4 separate regions of the Mus musculus genome follow, and all the other regions are linked to region 4. Evidence: chromatin contacts called from public Hi-C and HiChIP or PLAC-seq data. All regions are on one chromosome and are shown on one strand. Each heading gives the region's core, a stretch centred on a gene start, on an enhancer-like site or on the middle of the called end of the contact. The rest is flanking DNA. Distances are from core to core; before and after follow the strand shown.

Region 1 (6,017 bases), core at 2,675-5,174, 500 kb after region 4:
ACACAACTTAAAATAATAAAAATAAATTGTTCTATATTTTTAAGTTAGAAAATATGGTAAATGAGACAGGGTTGTGTTTTTCTTCTTTGATTTCCATTTACTTGCTTAGATTTACCCAACATTGTGTGTGTGTGTGTGTGTGTGAGAGAGAGAGAGAGAGAGAGAGAGAGAGAGAGAGAGAGATTTGAGACACTCTGACTGTAACCCAGGATAATGTGGAACTCACTATATAGCCCAGGCAGACCTTAAAGTTCTAGCAATCTTCCTGAGCCATTGAACCCTGACTTACCTTTCAATACTTCACAAGAAAGAGAGAGAGAGAGAGAGAGAGAGAGAGAGAGAGAGAGAGAGAGAGAGATCTTTCTTTCTAAGGGCTTTGTTTTGGTTCTGGCTCAAGTTAGTTTTGCCTTAGCCTGTGAGTCATGCCTCCCTTCCCATATGGTATGAAACAGGTGTGTTAAAGTTCAAGGACGAGAGCTGCACATGGTGGTATACACCTGCAATCTGGGCACTAGGACACAGAGGCAGGAGGATTACTACATATTCAAGGCCAGCCAGGGCTACAGAGTAAGGAAGGGCATGTCTCAAAAGAAACAAACAAATGAACAAACAAACAAACAAACCGATAAATATCAGAGAATGATGTACTTGGCAGTTGCCATTTTTGCTAAGCAAAACTTAACAAAAAGCAAAAGAAAATTAAAAAGTAAAAATAAAATCGGGTTGGTGAGATGGCTCAGTGATTAAGAGCAATGACCACTCTTCCGAAGGTCCTGAGTTCAAATCCCAGCAACCACATGGTGGTTCACAACCATCCATAACGAGATCTGACGCCCTCTTCTGGAGTGTCTGAAGACAGATACAGTGTACTTACATAAAATAAAAATTAAAAAAAAAAATCAACCCTAGGAGACTGTACACATGATCTTTTTAAACACTAGAATCATCAATCCATGATAAGTACAGGAATAAACATGACTATGTTCCTGGTGCTAAACATTCTTTAAAATTTGTTTCTGGTTTTAATCAACAGTTACAAAACATTTCTGAATGGCAACCCCTCTCCTAACTTCCAGGAATGTCTTTATTTAAGCTGTGACCTGGCCAAGCCACCAAGATCAAGCCCTGCAGTTTGGCTGGCGTGCTGGGGCTGTCATGTGATATCCGTTGACTCAGAGACTGTTGGGCAATCAATAGCTGCTAAATCAGTCCTGCTGAATGAAACTCCAGTGTAAAGCTACTGACATCAACACTCAAGTGACATCCCCCCGGGGTAGTGATGCTCCACCATGATGGTCACACACCAGCGCAGCAGGTCAGTGGGTTCATTATTCCATGGAAGAAGACCCTGAAGGCCTCATCCTTGGAACCTTTCCAGACTCTCCTACTTGTCTCTTCTTTTGACTGCTTTAGACCTATGTCATGGCCCTATTTTAAATGGTAATCAGAACATAATAGCTGTCAGGAAATTCAATGAAATGTAGCAAATTTGAAACCTCTTTCCTTGGGATTCACCCCGACTTGCAGGTAGTGTCAGACGGGAGACCAGTCATAGAACTAACTTCAAGCCTATAGATAATCTATGAGCAAACAATGTAGCTAAAGCTGGCCCTCAGTCAAAGTTTGCCAGCCCCTGTTCTAGCTCATTAAGGTATCTGTGCATGCAACAATTATGCTTGTGTTCATAAGTGCCATAGTCTAATAATCAAAAGGGACCTGTATACGTGTGTGTGTGTGTGTGTGTGTGTGTGTGTATAACAGGGAAACTGAACATTTTGTGGCAACGCTGATGCTAGATGCACATATGTATATGTAGATGCACACACACATGAAATTAGTATGTGCACTTTCCTAGGCTTCCCATTTCCATTTATATTTTTCCCCCAGTTCCAAAGTCTTTACTATTTTAGAAAAGATGATCCATCCAGTCAGTGGAATGAAGAACTCTGTCCATTAGTAGTGCTGAAAAGGACTATGGATTCTACTCCATGTCTACTCGTACACCCAGTCATGGGCACAAGACTTGTAGTCAGTCAGCTCTTCGGGCTTAAACCATAGACCCATCTCTTTCTCAGCACTCTCCATTGGATCGCTGCCAACATGAATGCAGAAATCCCCACAAAGGTGCCTGGTTTAGAATCTACTGGGTTTTTCTCTCCCAGCATCTCTTGGCCAGTTTTCACCACATAGAGCCCCTCCCAGCCCATGGCCACCACCGGCCCTGAGTTCATGTACTTCTCCAGTCCCGGGAAGAAAGGATAGTCTTTCAGGTCAATGTAATGGTGCTTCAGGTGTTCTTTAGAAACCCAAAGAAACTTCATGGCTACCAGGCAGAACCCCTTCTGCTCGAATCCCTTGATGATCTCGCCCACCAAGCCACGCTGCACTCCATCTGGCTTCATGGCGATGAAGGCTCAAGGTTGGCCATGGTCGGGAAGCCGGTGGGTCGGCTAGTGTCTGTGATGAGCAGAAGCAAAAAGACTAGCTCCGTTTATATTTTTAATGCCTTTGAAGAGGTCTAACCCTCTGCCAATCAACTCAAGTTTTCTACAGTGCTATTGTGGAAACCCAATAACCCTTCAGTGTGTGATTAGGACTATTAAATAGTATAATAAGAATCCCAGCATACTAAAATATATATTAAGAGATTTCAGGAAATGCTGAAATGTTTTCTAGGAAACATAAGGAATCTATATCTTTGAAACTGTAAGCCAGCCCCAATTAAATGTTTACTTTTATACTAGTTGCCTTGGTCATGGTGTCTCTTGACAGTAATAAACTCAAACTAAGACACACCCCCTTCTCCAGTTTCATCTCCTAGACTATTATGAAGTAATTGTTTTACTCCAGCAATTGTGCTCAACTTTGTGTCACAGAGACGAGTGGACACCTTATCTGGATGGAGAGCTACTGGCCTCTGGATAGATGCTCTCTATTCAGATAAGGTCCACTCAACTTTATGATGACTCTTCCTAATCTGACCCCAGGGCAAGAGGTGGGATAGGGAACCACACCCACTCTGTTCAGCAGTGAGCAGAGGCCCAGTCCTTCCTTCCGCTCAACACAGATAACATTTGCTTTACTACTTGAAAAATATTTCATTCTTCTTCCATTTTCATATATGCATGTGAGTGCGTGTGGTGCATGTGAGAGCGTGTGGTGTGCATGTGAGTGCATGTAGTGTGCATGTGAGTGCATGTGGTGTGCATGTGAGTGCATATGGTGTGCATGTGAGTGCATGTGGTGTGCATGTGAGTGTGTGTGGTGTGCATGTGAGTGCATGTGGTGTGCATGTGACTGAGTGTGGTGTGCATGTGAGTGCATGTGGTGTGCATGTGAGTGTGTGTGGTGTGCATGTGAGTGCGTGTTTTCACGTGCAGGGACACATGTGGCACTCTGAGGTTTGTGCCAGGGATCATGCTCTAGTCTACAGATTCCCTGTCCTGACTTCTGAGGCAGACTTCATGCTTCTGAAGCAAGCATTCAAGCCATTGAGCCATCTCCTCAGCCTCCTCAGCATGGAAAGTATTAAAGGGTACTAAAGCCTATAAAAATAAAAACTATTCAGTGGAAATTTACATATTTGCTCTACAGCCGATCAGCTCCTGTTGTGCACTGAGAATTTCCTAACACCCATTTTCCTGTCTAGCCCTCAGTATGTCACGGGTGACCAAGGTCATTTTGTCTTCTACAACCCTGTGCAGAGCAGAAGAGAAACTAAAGGACAGAGTCCTCTGTTTCCCAGCCCAAGCCTTCTTTGTTTCTTTCTCTAGCACTTGACAACGGTTCTACCACTCTTTTCAGAAAAGATTTTGCCACCCTCATCACCAGGAATCCCACTGAGGACTTCAAACATCCAGCTCACAGTAGGCTGCAGCCATCCAGGGGAGTTTCATAGCAGCCTATCTCTCAGAGTGCATTGGGAGGAAATTAGATCTACACGTTTCCTCTGGCATGGTGCAGTCTCCTGATTTCCTGTGGGGCAATAACTGAATAAAAGGCGTCTCTCAGAAACAATTCTTTTTGACTCCGTAGAAAGATTCCTTGCTTCACTCTGTAGCAGCCTCATTTCGGGAAGAATAATGCAATTCAGACTGCTAAACAAGGTCTGATAACTCAGCCAGACACACAGCGTTCAAGCAGTGGCCATGTATTGTTAATAACATGGCTTTAAAAGTTCACAAAGGGCAGGAGAGATGGTCCAGCAGTTAAGAGCACATGTTCCACTTGGAGGAGCCCTGGGTTCCGTTCCCATATCACTATCCAGTTTTAGGGAATCTGGACTCCGTGGATACTAAAGTACCTACATGGTACACAGACATACATGCAGGCAAAACATTCATACACATAAAATAAGAGTAAACTCATCTTTACAAACCTAAGAGTTGTCAAAGATAACCATATCCTCTAAGCTGAAGGACAAATTCCAGTTCGCACAAATGCACACACTGCTTTCCTGAGTCAGTACAGGTTACACCACAGTGTGTGCTACAGCTGTTGAGTGTTTTGTTGTTACTTGTTTGTTGTTATTATCTGGTTGGCGGGGTTTTTTTGGGTTTTGGGGACAAGGTTTCTCTGTGTATCTGTGGCTGTCCTGGAACTCACTGTGTAGACCAGACTGGCTTCAAACTCACAGAGATCCACCTGGCCACTGGGATTAAAAGCATGTTCTACCACCACCCAGCTCAGCTGTCAAGTCTTGGCTAAGGGGATTCTGTGCTGGGTTAGCTGTCCAGAAAGTCAGTTCTTCAGGGTCCAAAATCCAGAAACCCATCATCACCAAAACCAATTTCTGACTGTCTATTCAAATGCCGTATACCTCTCCCTCCTTCTCCTGGGCAACGCTTTATTTTTAGTTATTCTGCAGTAGAAATACAATTCCACCTTCAAGTTGTTTGAAAGTACAAGCACATCAATATTGCATGAGTTATTCAAATAATAAACAAACAAAACAGATGAGTGGAGCCAAAATACCATAAAGCAGAGATTCCTGAGTATTAAGCATTGTTGTCTTAAGAGAGCAATTACTGTCGAGTATACTATGTGAGGCCTGAGATATGCGGATATGTTATCTATGAAAGAGTTAGTTTAACCACAATATGTGTACTTAATTAATCTTTAAAGAAAACCAGGACCAAGACCAAAAGAAATTTTAAACATATTTTGGAGTTTATAAATTATCTCTTTTCTAATGCATTAGTGTCTGTAGCTTTTACTAATTCTAAGATTATTTTACAATTATTCACAGAGATTCTTTTTTAATAATATTTTATAAATTCTTTGAGAATTTGATACAATGTATTTTGAACATACTCACCTCCCTTCTCCAAGCCTCTCCTACAACTACTCCGCCCTCCCTCACCTTCCCAACCAACATTGAGTTTTCTTCTTCTTCTTCTTCTTCTTCTTCTTCTTCTTCTTCTTCTTCTTCTTCTTCTTCTTCTTCTTCTTCTTCTTCTTCTTCTTTTCTCCTCCTCTTCCTCCTCCTCCTCCTCCTCCTCCTCCTCCTTTTCCTCCCATCCAGGAAAACCAATCTTAGTAATCATGGCTACCCTTGTGTGTGGTCAACCTACCAGGGTCCTCATCATTAAACAATACTAACCTGTCCTCTCCCATCAGCTACCAAATACCAACAGAGCCTCAGCTAAGGGTGGGGTTTCATAGCCACCATCCCCCTGTGGTGGTTTGTATGTGAATAACCGCCATAGGTTCATATATTTTAATGCTTGGTCCCCAGCTGATGGGACTCTTAGAGGAGTGGCCTTGTTGGGGGACATGTGTCTCTGGAGTAGGCTTTGAGGTTTCAAGAGCCCATACCATTTCTAGCATGTTCTGGCACTCTTTCTGCCTCATGCTTGTAGATCAAGATGTGAGCTCTCAGCTACTGCTCCAACGCCATTCCTGCCTGCCTGCTGTTGTGCCCCTTACCATGAAGGCCATGGACACTAACCCTCAGGAACTGTAAGCTCCAAATAAACTCTTCTATAAGTTGCCTTGGCCACGGTGTCTTATCACAG
Region 2 (6,157 bases), core at 3,063-5,562, 320 kb after region 4:
AAATCCAGCTCTATGGCATGATACTCTCGGTTAGACTGGCAAAGTTGTTCCAGATTTTCCGAGTAAGTTCTCATTGCATTGTGTCTTTTTAACGGGTGATGGCCCTGCCTTGGTTGCCCATAGTATACCTTTACATGAAGTGACCCCATTGAAAGGGCTCCGTGGCTGAGACTGTTTTTTTATGATTTATTAATAAAGTATATTTATTGAACATTATGGATAAAAGGCACCGTCATAGGCTTTATAAACTGTTTAGTGGTTCAGAGGCCCTTTTTTTTCTGTTACGATGCAGGGTTTTTGTTGGCAACAGTGGTTCACGAATCACAGGGCAGTCTTCCGATCTCTTTGTAGGCAAGGATGACCTTGAACTCCTAATGCTTGTGCCTCGACCTCCAGAGTGCTGGGATTGCAGTTGTGTGTTGCCATGCACTGTTTATGTGGTGTTGGGGACCAAACCTAGGGCTTTGTGTGTGCTAGGCAAGCCCTCTGCCCTTGCGCCGTACCCCGAGCCCCTACCTGAGCGTATTTCCTGAGCCGCCTGCTTCTGGAAGTGGTGAAAGCATTTGCCTAGAGCTCAAGAGCAAGTGGGGGGCCAAGGGGTCTGTTCCTCTGCAGGGTCCGTTCCTCTGCAGGGTAGTGCGAAGGCTGCTCCTCTCAGAGCCTGCAGTCACCCCAGTGTGATGTCACATCCATCACCGGCTTATCTATGTCAGCGTTTTAGAAAAGTTTGAAGTTGTGAATTGGGTAGGCTACTTAGCATCTAAATATACCTGGAAGAGACAGCATTGACCTCTGGACAGTGCCCTGCAGGAGCAGCCACCACCTCTCTGTCCCCACGAGATCCTCAGAGAGGACAGGGCAAAAGGCCACAGAGTATAGAGGATGGTTGGTCTGAGCACTAAGAGAGAAGCCATTTCATGGGTAGAGCAAAATGCCTTGTCTCGATGTCTTTGAGTTTGGTAGGGAATGTGTTCCCCAGTTGGTACTTTTAGACTAATGGGCAGATGAATCCGGGCGTGCATATGGAGGATACACACATGAAACAATGGAATAGATAATGAAAACTCTAACCCCATAAAGGCTGGTAATCCAAGCACCCGTCCTTTACAAACACGCCTACCCTTTTCACCATTACAGCCAGTCTTGCCAGTGGGTAGTGATCCCACCCCGAACACCCCCCACAGACGCCACCTAGGGTTTTTTCTTTCCTTTGGTTCTTTGTTCCTGTTTCTCTTGTTTTGTTTTGTGTGTCCGTGGGTGGTTGATATTCAGTGTCTTCATCAATTGTCTTCTTTATTTCTGAGATAGAGTCTCTCATTGAATGGGGAGCTTGGCAGTTCGTTCTAACTGGCTGGCCAGCAGGCCCTAGAAGTTTTGGAATTAAAGGCTTGTGTGGCATCCACTCTATGTGGGTGCTGGGAATCAAACTCCGGTCCTCATGTTTGCATCACAAGTACTTTACCAACTGGGCTACCTCTCCATCCCTCTTTGGGTTCTTTCCCTTATTTTTAGAAGATGAAGTAAGTATAAGACATTTCCCAAATGTGAGCTGCTGGTGTGTCTCTTGGTTCCTCACAGTGGTGATGCCCTGCAGTGAGCTCCCTGGGGGAAAGATCTTGATCAGACTTCCAGGAGGAGCCCTGCAGGCTGCATGAGCCATTAGCAAGGTTACAACCCTTAGAGATGTGCAAGGGTCTCTGCAATGCAGTTCATAGATTACATAGGTTTTTCCTAGACTCCCATGCCAGCCGTCCCGGAGGCACCATCTCTACTTGTGGAATCTACGCCTTGGCCTGTGTGTGTGTCCATAAGTACCTTGTTTTTGGAAATCGTTTTAATGGGTAAATAGTCTCATATTTCCACTTTTACTCTTGGCATCTGTTTTAGGGAACACTGGTTTGTTATTACTTAAAGCTTATGCCTAGGTTTGGAATGTAGACTGCCCTGCCGGGGGGAATGTTAAGCCGAGAGAGCACTCTGTAGCCTGTGAGCACTCACAGGCCTTGTTACTACTCAGCTCTGTGAGCCTGTGAGCACTCACAGTCCGAGTTACTCACCGTGGCCACCCGCCTGCGTTGGTCTGTTCTCTAGGTGTGTAGCAGTCACCTGTCAGCCTGTTGCAACTTGTGTCTGTCCAGTTGAAATCACCTGTTTGGAGCAAGTAGTGGGAGTGTTGGGTGAGATGTCCAAGTTGTTGTTGTTGGTTGTTGGTGGACAGTAATCACAACAGTTTGCATTTGTGAAATGCTTATATATTTATAGTCATGCTTATATATTTATATACAAAGGAGGCAAGACTATCATGTCAGTATCTCTAGATGAAGGCTCTCAGAATTACTGTGTACACTGGGCCCGTTACTCACCACACAGGTACCTGTCCCTCACCGCCCTGACCCAAACTAAAAATTGTTGTAGGATGGAGTTCAGGGAGACTGGACACTGGTGTTTTGGAAACACACCCATTTTAAGGTTGTCCTTGAATTATGCAATATAACCCCACCCCTACTCCCACTGCCTACGTCTTTCTTTTCTCTTCATTCTACAATCTCGGCCTCATTTTCTCCACTCCTCATAACCCCTGTTTCTCCTGCCCTGCTGGCTCCTCTGTGGAAAACCTGGAGGGATTCTTCCTGTAGTCGTCTTATTTTTTTAAATTCATGTTTCTTGTTCACAAATTTAAATATTTTTATTAATGTTTTACTTTAATGCTCTGTCTGCATGTGCTGTCTTGTATTTGGGAGACAGAGAGACATCAGTTAGAATTATTTTATTCTCAGGAATTTATAACTAAATACCAGGAAAGGAGTCAAGGCCATGTGTATACACATGATTTACCTATGGGTAAATGACAGCAACTGCGGTGTGATGCCCAAACCTAATGTGTACACCACAGTTTAATTGAGTCTCCCTTGGTGCTGGCACAGGAGTAGGCTGTTCTGGGGTATCCAGATATGGAATGGAGGACATACGCCATGATGACATTTTCATGTTGGAGCCAGGAGTTTTCCAGTCCCTAAGAATAAAAGGAAGTGTTTCTGATTTTCAGATTTGACCTGGAGTCCACGAGGTCTAGAAACTGAGTCACACAGTGCTGAGCCTGAGTGGCAGGGCAGCCAGCCCTGTGGAGGTTCCCGGTCCCAGCATTTCACTTCACTTAAGTGAGCACAGCCAGCCCTTGGCAGCCTGCCACCTGCTGGGTTTGGTGGACAGGTCCCTGACACTTGACACTTTGATGCCTTTTCATGAAAATCCTGCAGGTTGTTGGAGACAGGCAGAGAACAGACTCCGGTGACTCCTGCTACTCTCATAACTACCAGGCTGGTCTGTGAGCCACAGTTTATGCTTTGGACGCAGAACTGGGCCACTGCTCTCTGTGTTTGTTTTGCTGAGTTGCCCTTAAAACGTGGAGAAACCTCTCCAAGCCTTTGTTTTACCAACAAAGCACAGTAAAGTAGACTTGGATAATTATCCCTGGAGTTGACTGGTATAAACAGAACCTTAAAGAACAGTCCCACTGGGAATAAAATGAGCCCTTCTTTGTAAGGGAGGAAGGGAGGTCGCTAGAGTGCTGCAGCACTGTTCATGTTAGCTACTCATTTAAGATTCACCTCCAGCTTTAGGTCCACCATGTGTGGGGGTTCAAAGTATCATATCCTGAGTGTTGACGAATCAGCTGACTTAAAATTGTCTAGGCTTGAAGTTCTAGATCGATGGTTACGGAGATGAGGGGGGAGGGAGGTGGCGGGTAGTGGGGTGGGTCAGTGGGCAAAGCTCATGCCATGCCAGTGTGAGAACCTGACTTCACATCCCTAGAACCCATGGAAAGCCAGGCATGACAATGCACATCTATAATCCTGCCTCCCTTTGGGACATGGGTGGTGGAGACATTGTACAGGTCAGCTAGTGGACATGAGCTGTGTCAGAGTGGAAGATGGGGACCAACCTCTGAAGTTGTTTTGGGTCTTCCACACAGGTCTTGTGACACATGCAGAAGCACACACAGAGGCACACACACATACACACACACACACACACACATACACACAGTCACACATGTACACAAACACACACACACACACACACAGGCATGCTCGTACACACAGAGATTTAAAGATATGGAGGATATACTATTTCAAAGCACAGATTGTTGTAGGTAATGATTATGTGACTCAGTTTAAACTGCTCAGCTTTCTATCCGGAGAAGTGAGAATAATAAATGAGGTATACCTTCACCCACGCTCCAGTCCTCTTTTATGCATAGCGTGGCTCAGAAGAGAAACTGCACTGGACTTAGCTCTGAAGATCGCCTGGGGAACACCCGCCCACCCTTGCTCAGGTTTCAGGAAAAGGCTCCCTGTTCAAGGACAATTACTCAGACTCTCCCTCTCTGTGGCTTTTGTGATCATGAACAGCTGGGTCCTAACCGCCTCTGAGACAAACCACCAGACTGCTGTGGGCAGCTCTGTTTCTTACTGAGTTCCTTTTTCACTAGGCTGAAATGTATCTTTGTAACTGCCCGAAATGTATCCTTGTAACTAACTGCCCAGGCGGTTTTCACTCTTTGCTTCTACTTTACAGAGTAATGTGAAGCAGTTCAGATTGGGGCATTTCAAGTTGTAGCAATCTGTAACTGAGAAAGGGGTCTTACGGCTGTTTCCTGTTTCTCACTATTCACTACGGCCAGTGAGACCGGTGCCTGTCACAGGAATGTTGTGCATGGGCACAAAGGACAGCTGTTGTTTCTCCCTCCTGATGCCCGGAAGTAGAACAGGGAGCCGTGGATGGAGATGAATGGAAGTACCAACCTTTTACTGCTTAATGAGAATAGCCGCCATGGTTTTCATGGCACTTAGGATGCCTTCTGGGATAAACAGTGCCTACATTTATTGGGCTATAAATAGTTTAAATGGTCAACCAGACCAATAATATGTAAAAATGTAGGTGAAAGAATGGTCACTAATGAAGACAGATATTTTCACTTTTTTTTTTAATGCACCTGTGTGTTTAACAGCCATTAAGTGTAAGACAGTTGCATATGGGACAGTGAAAAACTTGGTGACATAGCAGAGTGTTCATTGGTGTGAGGGCTTCGGGGGAGGGGAGGGTCTTTCCAGTGAGCAAAGGTATCAAATAATCACCACACAGAGTTACATCTTCATTCATAGAATCTGTACCAAAGGTCAGCTGCTGGAGAGCCAGCACCCGCCACCGCCAGCTGGTGGCCGGTGCCTGACTTGTTGCCAGTCCGCAGTGTGACTTGGAGGACTGGGCGGTACTACTCAGAATTGCATTTCCCTTCACTTTAAAAGGAGGCTAAACTTTCCTCCTCTTGCCTGTGCAGATTCTTAGGATTAAATGTCTTAAGACGTTTGGAGCTGAGTCTTAATGCTGCTGCGTCAGAGTCGTGTGGCTTTCGGATGGTTCTGGAAGCATTGCCATTCCGCTCCGCGTTGTGAAGATAGAGGTTGTACTAGTGCCTCTTGCTGGGCACTTGTGGGAAGCAAAGGAGTGACTTCCCACGGAGGACATAGAACAGGTGGGCAGTTAATGCCTAGTTCCTCATTACCTTTTGTGAATTTTTTGAAGGCTATGTGACAGTCTGTTTTTAGTGTTCTGTGTGTTTTTCTGTTTTTAGTTTTTTAAAGAACATATTGTTCAAATATAAAAATAGTACCTTAAGGGGTTAATGCAATGACTTGTCAGTGAGAAGTACTGCTGCTCTCACAGAGGAACTGAGTTTAGCTCCCAGCACCCACATCAGGCTCACAGCCTCCTGTAACTCCAGCTTCAGGGCATCTAGTGCCACCTTCTGGCTTCAAGGGGCAGTGCATTCAATGCACAGAAACTTACACATACATATAGCTTAAAATGATTTTAAAAGGGAGCGCTTCACTTAGAAATGTAGCCATTAAATAATCACATGGCATACATTCACACACACACACACACACACACACACACACACACACACTACACATACTCTTTAAATAAGATCAGCATCTTAGTTACCAAGCAAACCTAGAGAATTAATTCTCTTGACTAATCCCTCTGAGCCTCCTGACTGTTTTAAAGAACAGTATGACTTTATCAAGAAGGTTTAGTCATGATTCTGAAGACTTACTTACTCCTAATTGTCTTTTGTCTTCAGAGCTTTGGG
Region 3 (6,318 bases), core at 310-2,809, 300 kb after region 4:
CCTTCTGTGTCTCTGAGGGAGGTCCAGTCTGCTCTACCTGAGCTGTAGCGGCAGGATGCCTTGCCATGTCTAGACTCTTCCTTCCTTTGGCCTATCCCTGCAGGTTGGTGTTGCTTGTTGAAAAGAATACTGTATCACTGGCTAATTTAATACTTAGGCCGCTTGACCACTGGGAAAAGATCAGCAGATGGCAGTGATCTGAAGGGAAGGTTGCCTTCTCAGATATTTTCCAGATGCTGTGCTGGTGTGTCCTTCACAGCTGTCTTGTTTGGGCTCTCAGTCTTGGGTTCACATAGGAGTCAGCTCTTGACCCACCAGCCATACTTCACGCCAGTTGTGTGTGCCCAACAGAACTGTTGGAAGATACGATGACTGCATGCTGCCTCCTGACTTAACCGTTCTGCCTATGCAGCCTCAACGAACCACTTTCCTTTTCACTCCATGTCCCTGGATGCAAGGCTTCCATTGGCTTCTTATCTTGCCCAATACTTGGTTTTAATAAGCTTAATTATTTCAAAAGCACATCTTGTTTAATAATCACCAGAAAACCGTTCCTCCGAAAAAACCAGGAAGGCAGCAGTGGCGATGTTCGGGACGTGGTGCAGACAGGATTGCAAATACTTGCTTTGCCTGGCTTTAGGGTCCATGACTACATTGAATTTTCCTTTGTCACCCTATTTCTACCCCAGCCACACTGCCTTGCCTTGGGAGATGACTTGATTGAAAGGCAATGGCAAATTGTGTTTGTGTCTCTACTAGGACCTTAATAGACCGTTTATTCCCAAATGTAAACATATTAGGAAACCTTCAGTTTGGTGACTCATTAGTTTGATGAGGAAAATGTCCTAATAAAGATAAAGAAACTGTAACTGGTTTTTAAAGCTGCAGAGGAAAAAATGTTGGGGCATTTGAGGTCAACTGCTTACCCCTGTTCTTTCGATCTCATTTAGTGTTTGCTCATGGGAACAGACAGATTGGTCTCAGGGGTGATCTGTGTCTTTCTTTTCTAAACTAATGTACCATTCATGGATGCTTCATTTCCTGAGTTTCTTTCTGCATAGGCAGAAGCCTGGGATGAGATTTCCCAAAAATAACCGGCAGCTTTCCCTTTCCTCCTACAAGTATCCCGAGGTTGGCAACGAGTGCAGCTTGCTTTTATCAGATGTAAAGGGTCAGTGGTGGCTAAATAGAATCAGAGGCTCCTGCTTGTCGGAACTGTCTAGCCGTAGTTACATAGGCAGAACCTGTATCATCCACTTGGAGAAAGTCTCTTAGCACTAGTAGGATTTTATGTTGTGCTACATCATTTTGCTAAGGCTAAATGTGCCAGTGTGTTTGATACCACTGCTTCTAGACTTTGTTAGAATGCTTGTCAAACAGGAAACATAAAGATCCAAATGTCACTTTCATTGTGACATAACTTGAAGGTATTGCCGCACACCCCTCTCCCCGCCCCACTTCTTCTTCTGGTTACTGGCTGGGTCTTGCTGGACTAGGGGAAGATAGAGAAAGCACAAAGAGTCAGAATGAGTCAGTCAGTTAGCTGTCGTGAAGCCACGTGTGTGAAAGTGTGAGCATTTGCATAATGATGCAAGAGCACGTGGTCGTGGATGTGACAAGCTGTCTCACAGTGGTCCCAGTATATTCTAGTTAAATAGCTTTCTAATGACACCCGGTAATGAAGTGCTTTTTCTAAGCTGTGGTCTTGCCTATGCTGTAGATCATACTCTGCCACACTCTCCAGTATCCTGATGGCATTCTGGGTGCCTTTAACTTGTGGTAATCGGCAGACGAGCCAGCCCTAGGAGCAACAGGAAGGCTCTGCCAGCAGCTATCGTGAGGCAGTTGTGCTCACAGTTTTGTGTGTCCTGCCAGGGGCACAGCGCGTGGTGTGTTGGTGGAAATAGGCCAGAGCTGCTCAGAGACTGCAGGGCGGGGGGCAGAGAGGAGCCTACCCATCTGTTCACGCCAGGTTGGGACGAGGCAGGGCAAAGAGGTCAAGAGTTGGGTAGCGTCTGAGCTGAGCCATGATTGATTCAGTCCATGTCTGTTTTGGATCCCTGTCCCTACATGTGACTTTCTAACTTTGTAATGAAGCTTTAAATCCCCCACTTTCTAACTAGGAGCTGGGTGTGGTGGAAAGCCAGATCTGGGTCACTCAAACTGACTTTGAGTCCTGGGAGCCACCTAACATCCGCTTGACCTTCCCGAGCAATTACATCAAAAAGATAATAAGCTCTTGCACATGTGGCTGACAGGAATAAGTGAGATATGTAACCACATTTATCCACCCCGCCCTCCAAAGGTGAATGTCAAGGAATGAAAGATGCTTGATAAAGCAGGAAGACGGGGTTAGTCGGGATGACGAGAAGGCACCGTTTGTTAATAGTGCCGGCGTTATTTTAAGTGTTTTCTTGCCATTTGGTCGCTCATACAAACTGGGTTAGTATTTCATCCTCACCTGAGAGTTGGGAACTCTGAGGCTGTAGCAGCTACAGTTTTATTAGTCTCATCCACCTGGCTCCACTGCTCTTATTATATACGAGGATGTCAGCAATGGCACCTCAGATCTCTGCAGGCCTCCATCTCTGGAAAAACCCCCGTCCTCAGGAGAAAAGGCGGGAGATGGCTGAGACTGGAGAAGAAAGGTCACGTGAGCACAGAACAGCAGTACCTGCCCAGGGTTACTAACTCATGTGTGGCTGGATTGGGACTCAAACTTTTCTCCCTTTGACTTTTGTGTTTACACTGATCGAGAATCCTTTGAAAAATGGTTTCTGCTAAAATTTGTTAGTGTGGGACAGACACAAGGATGTTAGTCACGTTTCTAGAGGAACTCTGGTCAGAAGGGCAGATCTAGCCCGGAGCCACATAGCTCACTTCAGAGGGCTTCACGCGAGCTGGAAATGTAGTGAGGTGTCTGTTTTCTGGGCCCCTTGGAACTGGGGCTTGATTTGCAGTTCCTCCTGAGAGTCTAGAAGCACCAGGCGAAACACGAGGTGCCAAGGCATTCATGGAGGTCACACCTGGGAGGAAGTTAATGGGTTCCGTCCCGCCCCCAGTGATGGAATGTCAGAGACCTTCTTCCAGCACTAGTTGGCTCCCTGGACATTGGAAGCAGCACAGTTTTAGCGTGTGAGCAAAATGAGAGGCAAAGTATTGCCCAGTGGCCTCCCGGGATAATGTGGTTCTGCCGCTGGGGATGTCTGTGACCATGCCCTTGGCAAACCGCTGTCAGAGGAATTAATGAGATCCCCGAAGGCTCCAGAGCAGCTGTGGAGGTAAATACCCACCGTCACCTGCAGGGTGGCTTACCTGTGGGCGAGAGACATTTTGGACTCACGAGGGCCTGAGTCGATCTCATTTAGTACTAGGGATAAGGAACACACAGACAGAAGTAAATATTTAGAGGTACTGGTCTTTTCTGTTGCTATTTTTCTGTTTCATTTCTTCTTGGCCTATAGGCCCTTTAATATGGGATTATTTCCCAAAGGCTTGCTGGCATCGTTTGACCTACTTACTAAGAAGGATTTGATTGACTTCCTTGCCAACAAGGATTACCATGCCAGCAGAAGAAAGAAAGCAAGACTTTGTGAACAACTTTAACCGACCATGAAGAAGACCATTTATTTTAATTTGGTATATTGCTCACAAAGTTCAAGATTTTCAGGCTGGTCTTGTTTTATATGTGCTTCTTAAAATTCCTATGTCAAGAACTTTAGATGACTATTAGAGATCCTTTGATTGCTAATAAGAAAGGTCAAGGTTGAACGGAGTGGTCGAGATCACCCAGCGTTGCTTGTTACGGAAGTGACAGCTGGCGGCTTTCTTCCCACCACATAGAAATGACCTTATTGAGTTTAAAAGCCATTCAGTCCCTATTAGGCAGCAAAAAAGAATTTAAAAGAATATTCTAAGTGTTAGTATTGTAGAAAAAGAGCGTTCCTGTTCTTGTTGTATTGAGATGCCCTTTTCCAGAGCTTTGTTTAGGAAGTACCATGTATGCCAGGTGAATAAGCAGGAAGACCCTAAGTTGAATAGTGGGGGAGGTCACCCCATAAAACATGAAAGCTTCTGATGCTGATGCTGTGTGGCCAAATGTAATAGGGCTTTGTTCCAGCCTTCCCCAGAAGCACCGGTAGGACACTTGTGCCATGTCCAGTGGTCACTCACATCATCACAGACACAGCTGTGAGTTGGCAAGACTTACTGACAGCTGTAACAAAGGGCAGAGGGAGGGACAAGTCTGTGAGGTGTGAGCTGTGTGTGACCATGTCCCCCTCGACTTGAGCACTCCTCACTCTCTCTGTCTGTGTGCTTCTGGACGGCAGCTCTCCGAAGGCGAGAGAGCTCGCAACTCTGGCGGGATAGCATCAAGTGGCAACTGTCGTCAGCGTGTGTAGACTGCTGTGCCACTGTGAAATCACATGTTAGAGCTGCCCCGTGAGGTGGCCCAGTGACCATCCCCTTATTAGACAAGACAAAAATATCCTGCCCAAGGGAAGAGAGTGTGAAGGGGGGGGGGGGTGGTTGATCCAGTGTGGGACCTAGGTGCTGATCTAAGTAGGGTCATGTGATTATATTCACACATCAAAGTGAAAAATTTGTTGCTTAAACTCAAGAATCTGAACTACAGGACTGATGCTGTTCTTCAGTCCCAAATCTTTTTAAAAGGTAAAACATGGCTTTATTTCTCCTTCCTCGTTAAGCCCTGAGGTTCTATGGCCTCAGACCACCAGGTCTAAGCATGAGAGTGAGCTATAAAGCTTCTTGTCTGCATGCCTTTGGCCAAACTACTCTCCCGCCCACAGTGCCTCCACCTATAAAATAGCTCTGCTTGTAATACTTCTGTGCATGGTCCACAGAAAGAATGCTGTAGGTGCTTAGTGCAGTGCCTGGTACCTAGTAAGGGCTCTTAGTCAGTGCTCAGTGATGGTGACAAGGAGGGCAGGGAAGGGCTTGGTATGGTGATCAATGCTACGTTGGTTTTCAGTGGCCTTGAAGTTTTAAAACATGGAATTTTCTGTCCACCTGAACTCTTGGGAATGCTGAGTGACATCCCTAATGGACACAGCCTCTTCTGCTACACACACGCTCTGTAGCTTCCTGAGCAGTAGTTTCCAGGAAGAGCAGCAACTTTTGGGCCTCACTCATCATCTGTTTCCTATTTGTTCCACATACTCCAGTTTAAACTTTCAAGGTCATTCCACCCCCTCAAAGACTGGAAGCAGCTGGACCTATGGCTCACGCTGACTTGCTGGACCTATGGCTCACGTTGACTTGCTGGACCTATGGCTCGCACTGACTCCGTATCTTCTAAAGGTCAGCGTATCCCACAGCCTCTCTAGAGTGAGCCCTTTGAATCAGCATCTGAAGATATATAAATATGCACACCCCCAGCAGAATCAAGTACTTCAACGTGTTAAAATTGTGTGTGTGTGTGTGTGTGTGTGTGTGTGTGTGTGCAGATGCACGAATCATGCCAAGCATGTGGAGATCAGAGGACAACTTGTGGGAGTTCTCTTTCTACCGCATGAGTCCTGGAAAGCCAACTCAGGTTGTTAAGTTAGGCGGCAAGCGCTTTACCCACCAATCCATCTTGCTGACCTCAAATACTTTTTATTTTCTTTTTTGGGGGGGTGTGGGGTGGGGTGGGTGGGGAGGGGGAACTCTCCTGTATCTCATGGCTCAAACTTATTACATAGCAGGGGGTGACCTTGAACTTCTGATCATCCTGCCTCTACCTCCCAAGTGCTAGGACTGTAGGTATTTGCCATGGCTGTTTATATGATACTAGCAATTGAAACTCAGATTTCATCCATGCTAAGGAAGTGCTCTGACAACTGAACTGTAGTGGAGCCATGTACCTAGGTCCCTCTGTATCACTTGGGCAGAAGCATCTGTCTGTGTTTCCTGTAACAGGGAGAGAGCACACGGGTACTCAGTGCCAAAGGCTCATCCTTTACTTGATTATGGGTAGGATAGACTTCCCAGCAAAGCTGGTGCTCGGTTCCCCTTGGTCTCCCTTGAGAAGTTACTCCCTTGTAGCTGACTTTCTTTCTCCAGTACCTTCTATGGGGAACTGGACAAAAGCCACAGGAGGCTTCTGTTCTTTTCATTTTAATCGAGAATCTGTGAAAACCACAAACCCTTCTCCCCAACTGATATTTGGAGTTTGGAGTTTAGAAGTATTATTTAGAAATATATTTACAAATAGCACTGATACGAGATGATTTCATCCTGGAGTAAGAATAAAGACTTATTTATCATCTAGGAGCAAAACCCTGTTTACAGATCATTTTTTTTGCCTTTGCCCAG
Region 4 (6,063 bases), core at 308-2,807:
AAAGTAAGGCTTTCAGGGAACTCTTTATTATCCTTTGATAGAAGGATAGAAGACACGCTGTTTGTTTAAGCAAACAGGCTTGGAGAAATGAAGTGACTTGTTCAAAGCCACGGGACTGTGTGAAGTCAGAGTCAGGATGTAACCTCTCACTTTGGACTCCAAGAGCATCTGCCTTTATTCGCCATCCCTAGTCACAGCTCGTGCAGAGATGTTGAATCCCAGTTCATATTCAGCTCCACAGTCCCGGTCTTGACAGCATATTAGGACCTCCTGGGACATTTGGAAGAAATAGTGATATCAGATATTGTAAGGCATTAATATTTCATCCCCTTATCAGTGATTCTCCGTGGTGTCCATGGTGCCGCTATGGAGATCCTGTGCACTCAGGATGGTTCCGTGAGTGTTAGCTTGATGCTCTCACAAGTACAAAGACAAGCAGATGCCAGCTTGCTGGTATTACGGGCTCACAATCTGATCTAATCATGCAACTCTATGCAGCAGAGATAAGCTGTGCACAATACAAAGTTATTCTTACTGCCTGGAGATGCTCAGCACACACAAGTCTTAATGAGCGTTCTGCTTGTCTACGTGTTCAGACACAGTGACCTGCCAGTGACTCCTTGTCTGTTTAGAACCTTCCAGGCTCCATCTTTGCTATTTTACTCAGTTTGAGGAATCTTCCCTAGTGACTGTTCTCATCTCCCCTGGTGACTGGTCTCGGCTTTGCCACACTTTGGATTTTTAAGGGTGTAATGCTGACATCTCTAGGCAACTATGTCTGCCATGAACCATGAAGAAGGGGAGCAATCTCTCAGATATTTAGGGATGTGTACAAAACAGTATTGTCTCCTGGTGCCCTCATACCACCAAGCAGCTACCAGGAAGCGTCTGTGGAGAAGTGGTTCCTTGTGGGTGGGCAGTTAAACTGGGCTGGTGGAGAAGGCACCAGAACCGAGGACAGTCACAGGCCTTAAGAGCTCACATCCCATGAGAGGGGTGCTGTTAACATGGCACTGCTCATAGATAGCGTTACCAAAATCACCAGATGGGAGATGGACATTTCCTGCCAGCGCGTGGGATGCTCTGAAGAGGTAATCAGCATGCTCAGAGCCCCCAAGCACAGACTAAAGTAAAAGAAAGAATAGTCATGTAGCAACCCAGCCGTTTCCACAAGGCAGCTCCTGCACACAGATGCTCCCGGCTTCAGCTCTCCAGACAGTGATGCGACTCACTGGCTTCAGGAGCTGCATCTTTGTAACATCTTTCCCCAGGATTTAACCTAATTCTGTGCTAGGCTCTCAGGTGCCTAGAGCATCATGTGTAGATTGTAACATGACATTTGTTCTAAGATGGAAGTCATTCAAAGAATTCACAGGAAGTGTTCACCAACCAACTAACGTGTACTTGCTTTTAAGGGGCAGCTGAGGGAGAAAATCGACAGAGCTGCCGTGTAACAGTTGAGCTGTTGATTCTGGGGACGCTGCTAATGGCTTTACATGTGTCAGGAAGGGACATCCTTTCTCCTTTATGTGAGGGTGACTCACATAGTAGTAGCACTATAAAAAGAAAGTCATATATTCATAGCATGACTTTCTGTTAAAATTAGAACAGCAGCACTTTGAAGAACTTAAAAAAACAAAGAACCCTCTACATCTAATCTACTAGAAGCTTCCTAAGGAAAACAAAACAATAAATCCTAGTGGAAGACTTTCTTTGTGTGAGTACAAGCTGGGAAGAAATGTCTTAATTTGGTTGTCAAAGATAGAATAGTAGTTTAAAAATGTATTCCTGTTTTTCCAATTTATACTTTGATTTAGGGAGCCCTCTAAAGACATAAAAATGAGTGATATGTGGTTTCTTCCCATAGTGCGGATGTTTAGAGTTCAGATCTTAGGAGCCATGGAGCAGAACAGAAAAGGGAAAAGATCCATTAGCATCCTCAATGTACGTATGCAGAGTTAAGTCTGGGTTTTATGTGATACTATAGTGTCTAGACACGCTTTCCAAACCAGGATTCCATTTTATAGTCTTAGGATACTTGAAAGGGTCACAGTTAGGGTTGGGGTACAGTTGGCAGCTATGACTGAGCTGATCGGAATAAGAGTTTGAAATCAAGAAAATACCAAGGACATACCAGGTTCTAAGAAACAGAAATCAAAGCTGGGTAGTGGTGGTGCACGCCTTTAATCCCAGCACTTGGGAGGCAGAGGCAGGCGGATTTCTGAGTTCGAGGCCAGCCTGGTCTACAGAGTGAGTTCCAGGACAGCCAGGGCTACACAGAGAAAAACCCTGTCTCAAAAACAAAACAAAACAAAACAAAACAAAACAAAACAAAACAAAACAAAACAAACAAAACAAAACAACCAGAAATCAGTGGAGGTTAATGTGGGGCAGGACTTCAGTGTGAATCAGGAGTCAGTGAGGTGAGAAGGGGTCTCTCTCCAAGGCCAAGGACCTCATGTCCATAGATACACATACAATCCCCAGATGAAGGCTGTTTGCTTTGGCCAGTGGGGAGAAACTGGCTACAGCTTTTCTCTGGGAGGACCCCACCAACTAGTGACTGCAGGTATGGTCCTGATGGTGGTTGGAGAACCTTCTAGCCTTAGATAATCATTCTTTTCATGAGGCTACCATGCAGCACAGACTACCAGTCTCCCCTCCCTCCATCATTTAAAATTAGTACAGTGGGGCTGGAGACATGGCTGACTGATTAAGGACACTGGCTGCTCTTGCAGAAGACCTGGTTCAGTTCCCAGCGCCCACATGGTAGCTCACAACTGTTTGTAACTCCAGTTCCAGGGGAGCTGATGCCCTCTTCTGACCTCTCTGGGTACTGCATGCACATGGTGCACAGACATATATGCAGGCAAAACACTCATATATATGCTATCGTAATGCTTCTACTTGGTGAGGTTGGAGAATGGGTTGTCCATGGATGAAATTCACCTTCTGAGTGCTAAAGACTTGATTTATAGTAGTGATATAAATATACAAAATGGCTGAATGTGGTATCACACACCTTTAACCCAAGCACTGGGAAGGCAGAGGTAGGTGGATCTCTGTGAGTTCTAGGCCAGCCAGGCCACATAGAGAGACCCTGTCTCAAACAATAAAACAAAGTGGGTGTCGGAGAGCATATTAAATGTGTTTGATTGGTCCTAACCTCATGAAATGGATTGGACACAGCTCTTGGTGACCCAGAGCTACGCAATATATGGAATTGTTCACCCCACAGCAAAGTGCTCTGGACTGCTCAAATGAACTGGAAGAAAAGACAACTTTGCCGGGCTGTGGTGGCGCATGTCTTTAATCCCAGCACTCAGGAGGCAGAGGCAGGCAGATTTCTGAGTTCGAGGCCAGCCTGGTCTACAGAGTGAGTTCCAGGACAGCCAGGACTACACAGAGAAACCCTGTCTCGAAAAAACAAAACAAAACAAAAAAGACAACTTTTTGTTGTTGTCTTTCAAAGAACACTTGCATCTCTTCTTGTGAATTATGACGTTATGATCAGGTCAGCAAACAGTGTGAGGCTCTCACATATGACAGTCACCTGACTGGCCAGCTTCAACTTGATCCAGAGGGACCCCAGAGTGTCAAATGGCCAGTCTGGGTAGCGTGGAAAGTGTGTGTGTGTGTGTGTGTGTGTGTGTGTGTGTGTGTGTGTGTGTGTGTGTGTGTGGAGGAGCAGAGGCAGGGTCAGAAGTGTTGATATAGACTTTAAGAGGAGGAACTTGAAATACTTTTCATGGAAAAAGTGTACATTTAATTTTAACATTTAATTCAAAATGTCTGAACTCCAGATAAACGTAAGAGTATCTCTTAGAGCTCCCTGTCTGGACAGTCCCCACTCTTATCATATCTTTTCATTCCCCGTAACTGGTTGGCACACACTCCAGCAAAGGGTTGTGTAATTTAGAACAATTTGCAACAATAAAAAGTGAAGTGAGTTTCTTCCTTCTGTCTTTTTTCCTTCATTTATGATTTAAATACCTCACATAAATGTGCTTATTCTTGGATCAAAGCTATTGATTATTGTCTCTTTGAGGGTATTAAACATATGAGAAATTCTATACGGCATGGTGCAGGGCTATCTGCAGAGAGGCCCCTAAGGAGAAGGGCTGACCTGGAATACCACAAGTGCTGACTGTTCTAAGCTGGCATAGAGAAAAACCAGAACCTGTGGCTCACACTTCTTATTTCTAGGAATTAAATTGGCATCACATTTATTTGGTTCAATATCAAAATCTAACAAAACACTGTTTCCCCAGAAAACATGTTAAAGAAAACCCTGTACACTCTCTTTATTTTTAGCTCACTTATCTGTTGGTGCATGGCAACATTGTAACACGGAGGGTACCAGGAGGGAAGCCTGCATCAAACAGTGGCACCTGGGCATACCTAACCTTTTAAAGCCTTGGTTAACTCATTTGAAAAATGGATATAACAGGATGGTTTTGAGTGTTAAATGAGATAGAGTAGTCAGATTATTATCAGAGGGTTTTCTTTTTTTTTTTTCCATTTTTTATTAGGTATTTAGCTCATTTACATTTCCAATGCTATACCAAAAGTCCCCCATATCCACCCACCCCCACTCCCCTGCCCACCCACTCCCCCTTTTTGGCCCTGGTGTTCCCCTGTACTGGGGCATATAAAGTTTGCAAGTCCAATGGGCCTCTCTTTGCAGTGATGGCCGACTAGGCCATCTTTTGATATATATGCAGCTAGAGTCAAGAGCTCCGGGGTACTGGTTAGTTCATAATGTTGTTCCACCTATAGGGTTGCAGATCCCTTTAGCTCCTTGGCTACTTTCTCTAGCTCCTCCATTGGGAGCCCTATGATCCATCCATTAGCTGACTGTGAGCATCCACTTCTGTGTTTGCTAGGCCCCGGCATAGTCTCACAAGAGACAGCTACATCTGGGTCCTTTCAATAAAATCTTGCTAGTGTATGCAATGGTGTCAGCGTTTGGATGCTGATTATGGGGTGGATCCCTGGATATGGCAGTCTCTACATGGTCCATCCTTTCATCTCAGCTCCAAACTTTGTCTCTGTAACTCCTTCCATGGGTGTTTTGTTCCCAAATCTAAGGAGGGGCATAGTGTCCACACTTCAGTCTTCATTCTTCTTGAGTTTCATGTGTTTAGCAAATTATATCTTATATCTTGGGAATCCTAGGTTTGGGGCTAATATCCACTTATCAGTGAGTACATATTGTGTGAGTTTCTTTGTGAATGTGTTACCTCACTCAGGATGATGCCCTCCAGGTCCATCCATTTGGCTAGGAATTTCATAAATTCATTCTTTTTAATAGCTGAGTAGTACTCCATTGAGTAGATGTACCACATTTTCTGTATCCATTCCTCTGTTGAGGAGCATCTAGGTTCTTTCCAGCTTCTGGCTATTATAAATAAGGCTGCTATGAACATAGTGGAGCATGGGTCCTTCTTACCAGTTGGGGCATCTTCTGGATATATGCCCAGGAGAGGTATTGCTGGATCCTCCGGTAGTACTATGTCCAGTTTTCTGAGGAACCGCCAGACTGATTTCCAGAGTGGTTGTACAAGCCTGCACTCCCACCAACAATGGAGGAGTGTTCCTCTTTCTCCACATCCACGCCAGCATCTGCTGTCACCTGAATTTTTGATCTTAGCCATTCTGACTGGTGTGAGGTGGAATCTCAGGGTTGTTTTAATTTGCATTTCCCTGATGATTAAGGATGTTGAACATTTTTTCAGGTGCTTCTCTGCCATTCGGTATTCCTCAGGTGAGAATTCTTTGTTCAGTTCTGAGCCCCATTTTTTAATGGGGTTATTTGATTTTCTGAAGTCCACCTTCTTGAGTTCTTTATATATGTTGGATATTAGTCCCCTATCTGATTTAGGATAGGTAAAGATCCTTTCCCAATCTGTTGGTGGTCTTTTTGTCTTATTGACGGTGTCTTTTGCCTTGCAGAAACTTTGGAGTTTCATTAGGTCCCATTTGTCAATTCTCGATCTTACAGCACAAGCCATTGCTGTTCTGTTCAGGAATTTTTCCCCTGTGCCCATATCTTCAAGGCTT

Evidence for each region. A called contact is a pair of places that touch in the nucleus more often than the background predicts. HiChIP or PLAC-seq counts read pairs in DNA pulled down with a chosen protein or histone mark.
Region 1: an H3K4me3 HiChIP or PLAC-seq map of bone marrow-derived macrophages shows a contact between it and region 4, with 4 times the contacts expected there. The contact joins two enhancer-like sites. A contact is called at or near these places in 1 of 39 promoter capture datasets (the SN4741 cell line), 1 of 15 datasets of contacts at CTCF or cohesin (the NIH/3T3 cell line), 1 of 484 Hi-C or Micro-C datasets (bone marrow-derived macrophages) and 2 of 115 datasets of contacts at active chromatin or transcription factors (bone marrow-derived macrophages and embryonic basal ganglia).
Region 2: a contact with region 4 is called in a Hi-C map of bone marrow-derived macrophages, with 18 read pairs. The contact joins two enhancer-like sites. A contact is called at or near these places in 1 of 15 datasets of contacts at CTCF or cohesin (pro-B cells), 6 of 484 Hi-C or Micro-C datasets (the Ba/F3 cell line, bone marrow-derived macrophages, embryonic stem cells and 2 more), 4 of 115 datasets of contacts at active chromatin or transcription factors (bone marrow-derived macrophages, large pre-B cells, memory CD8 T cells and 1 more) and 3 of 9 other capture datasets (adipose tissue, embryonic stem cells and liver).
Region 3: a contact with region 4 is called in a Hi-C map of bone marrow-derived macrophages, with 30 read pairs. The contact joins two enhancer-like sites. A contact is called at or near these places in 2 of 484 Hi-C or Micro-C datasets (bone marrow-derived macrophages and nephron progenitors), 3 of 115 datasets of contacts at active chromatin or transcription factors (bone marrow-derived macrophages, embryonic fibroblasts and microglia) and 2 of 9 other capture datasets (embryonic stem cells and liver).

The regions. Positions count from the first base shown.
Region 1 is chr13:94,297,432-94,303,448 of GRCm38.p6, forward strand. It overlaps Gm38653 (a long non-coding RNA gene), which reads right to left. Exons shown (of 3, transcript XR_003950583.1): 3 at 5,465-6,017. It also overlaps the pseudogene Gm5668. Among named protein-coding and RNA genes, the nearest start is that of Gm32089, 3.4 kb to the left of the region's middle. Within about 2 kb of position 3,925, at least 19 of the 459 cell types and tissues checked have an H3K27ac peak or open chromatin away from gene starts, as enhancers often do. A contact at or near this core is called in bone marrow-derived macrophages, where this site is marked.
Region 2 is chr13:94,112,494-94,118,650 of GRCm38.p6, forward strand. All of the region lies in intron 1 of Lhfpl2 (lipoma HMGIC fusion partner-like 2), which reads left to right. Among named protein-coding and RNA genes, the nearest start is that of Lhfpl2, 58 kb to the left of the region's middle. Within about 2 kb of position 4,313, at least 142 of the 459 cell types and tissues checked have an H3K27ac peak or open chromatin away from gene starts, as enhancers often do. A contact at or near this core is called in bone marrow-derived macrophages, where this site is marked.
Region 3 is chr13:94,097,017-94,103,334 of GRCm38.p6, forward strand. The region is part of intron 1 of Lhfpl2 (lipoma HMGIC fusion partner-like 2); the gene reads left to right. Among named protein-coding and RNA genes, the nearest start is that of Lhfpl2, 42 kb to the left of the region's middle. Within about 2 kb of position 1,560, at least 110 of the 459 cell types and tissues checked have an H3K27ac peak or open chromatin away from gene starts, as enhancers often do. A contact at or near this core is called in bone marrow-derived macrophages, where this site is marked.
Region 4 is chr13:93,795,679-93,801,741 of GRCm38.p6, forward strand. The region is part of intron 3 of Arsb (arylsulfatase B); the gene reads left to right. Among named protein-coding and RNA genes, the nearest start is that of Mir5624, 7.9 kb to the left of the region's middle. Within about 2 kb of position 1,558, at least 7 of the 459 cell types and tissues checked have an H3K27ac peak or open chromatin away from gene starts, as enhancers often do. A contact at or near this core is called in bone marrow-derived macrophages, where this site is marked.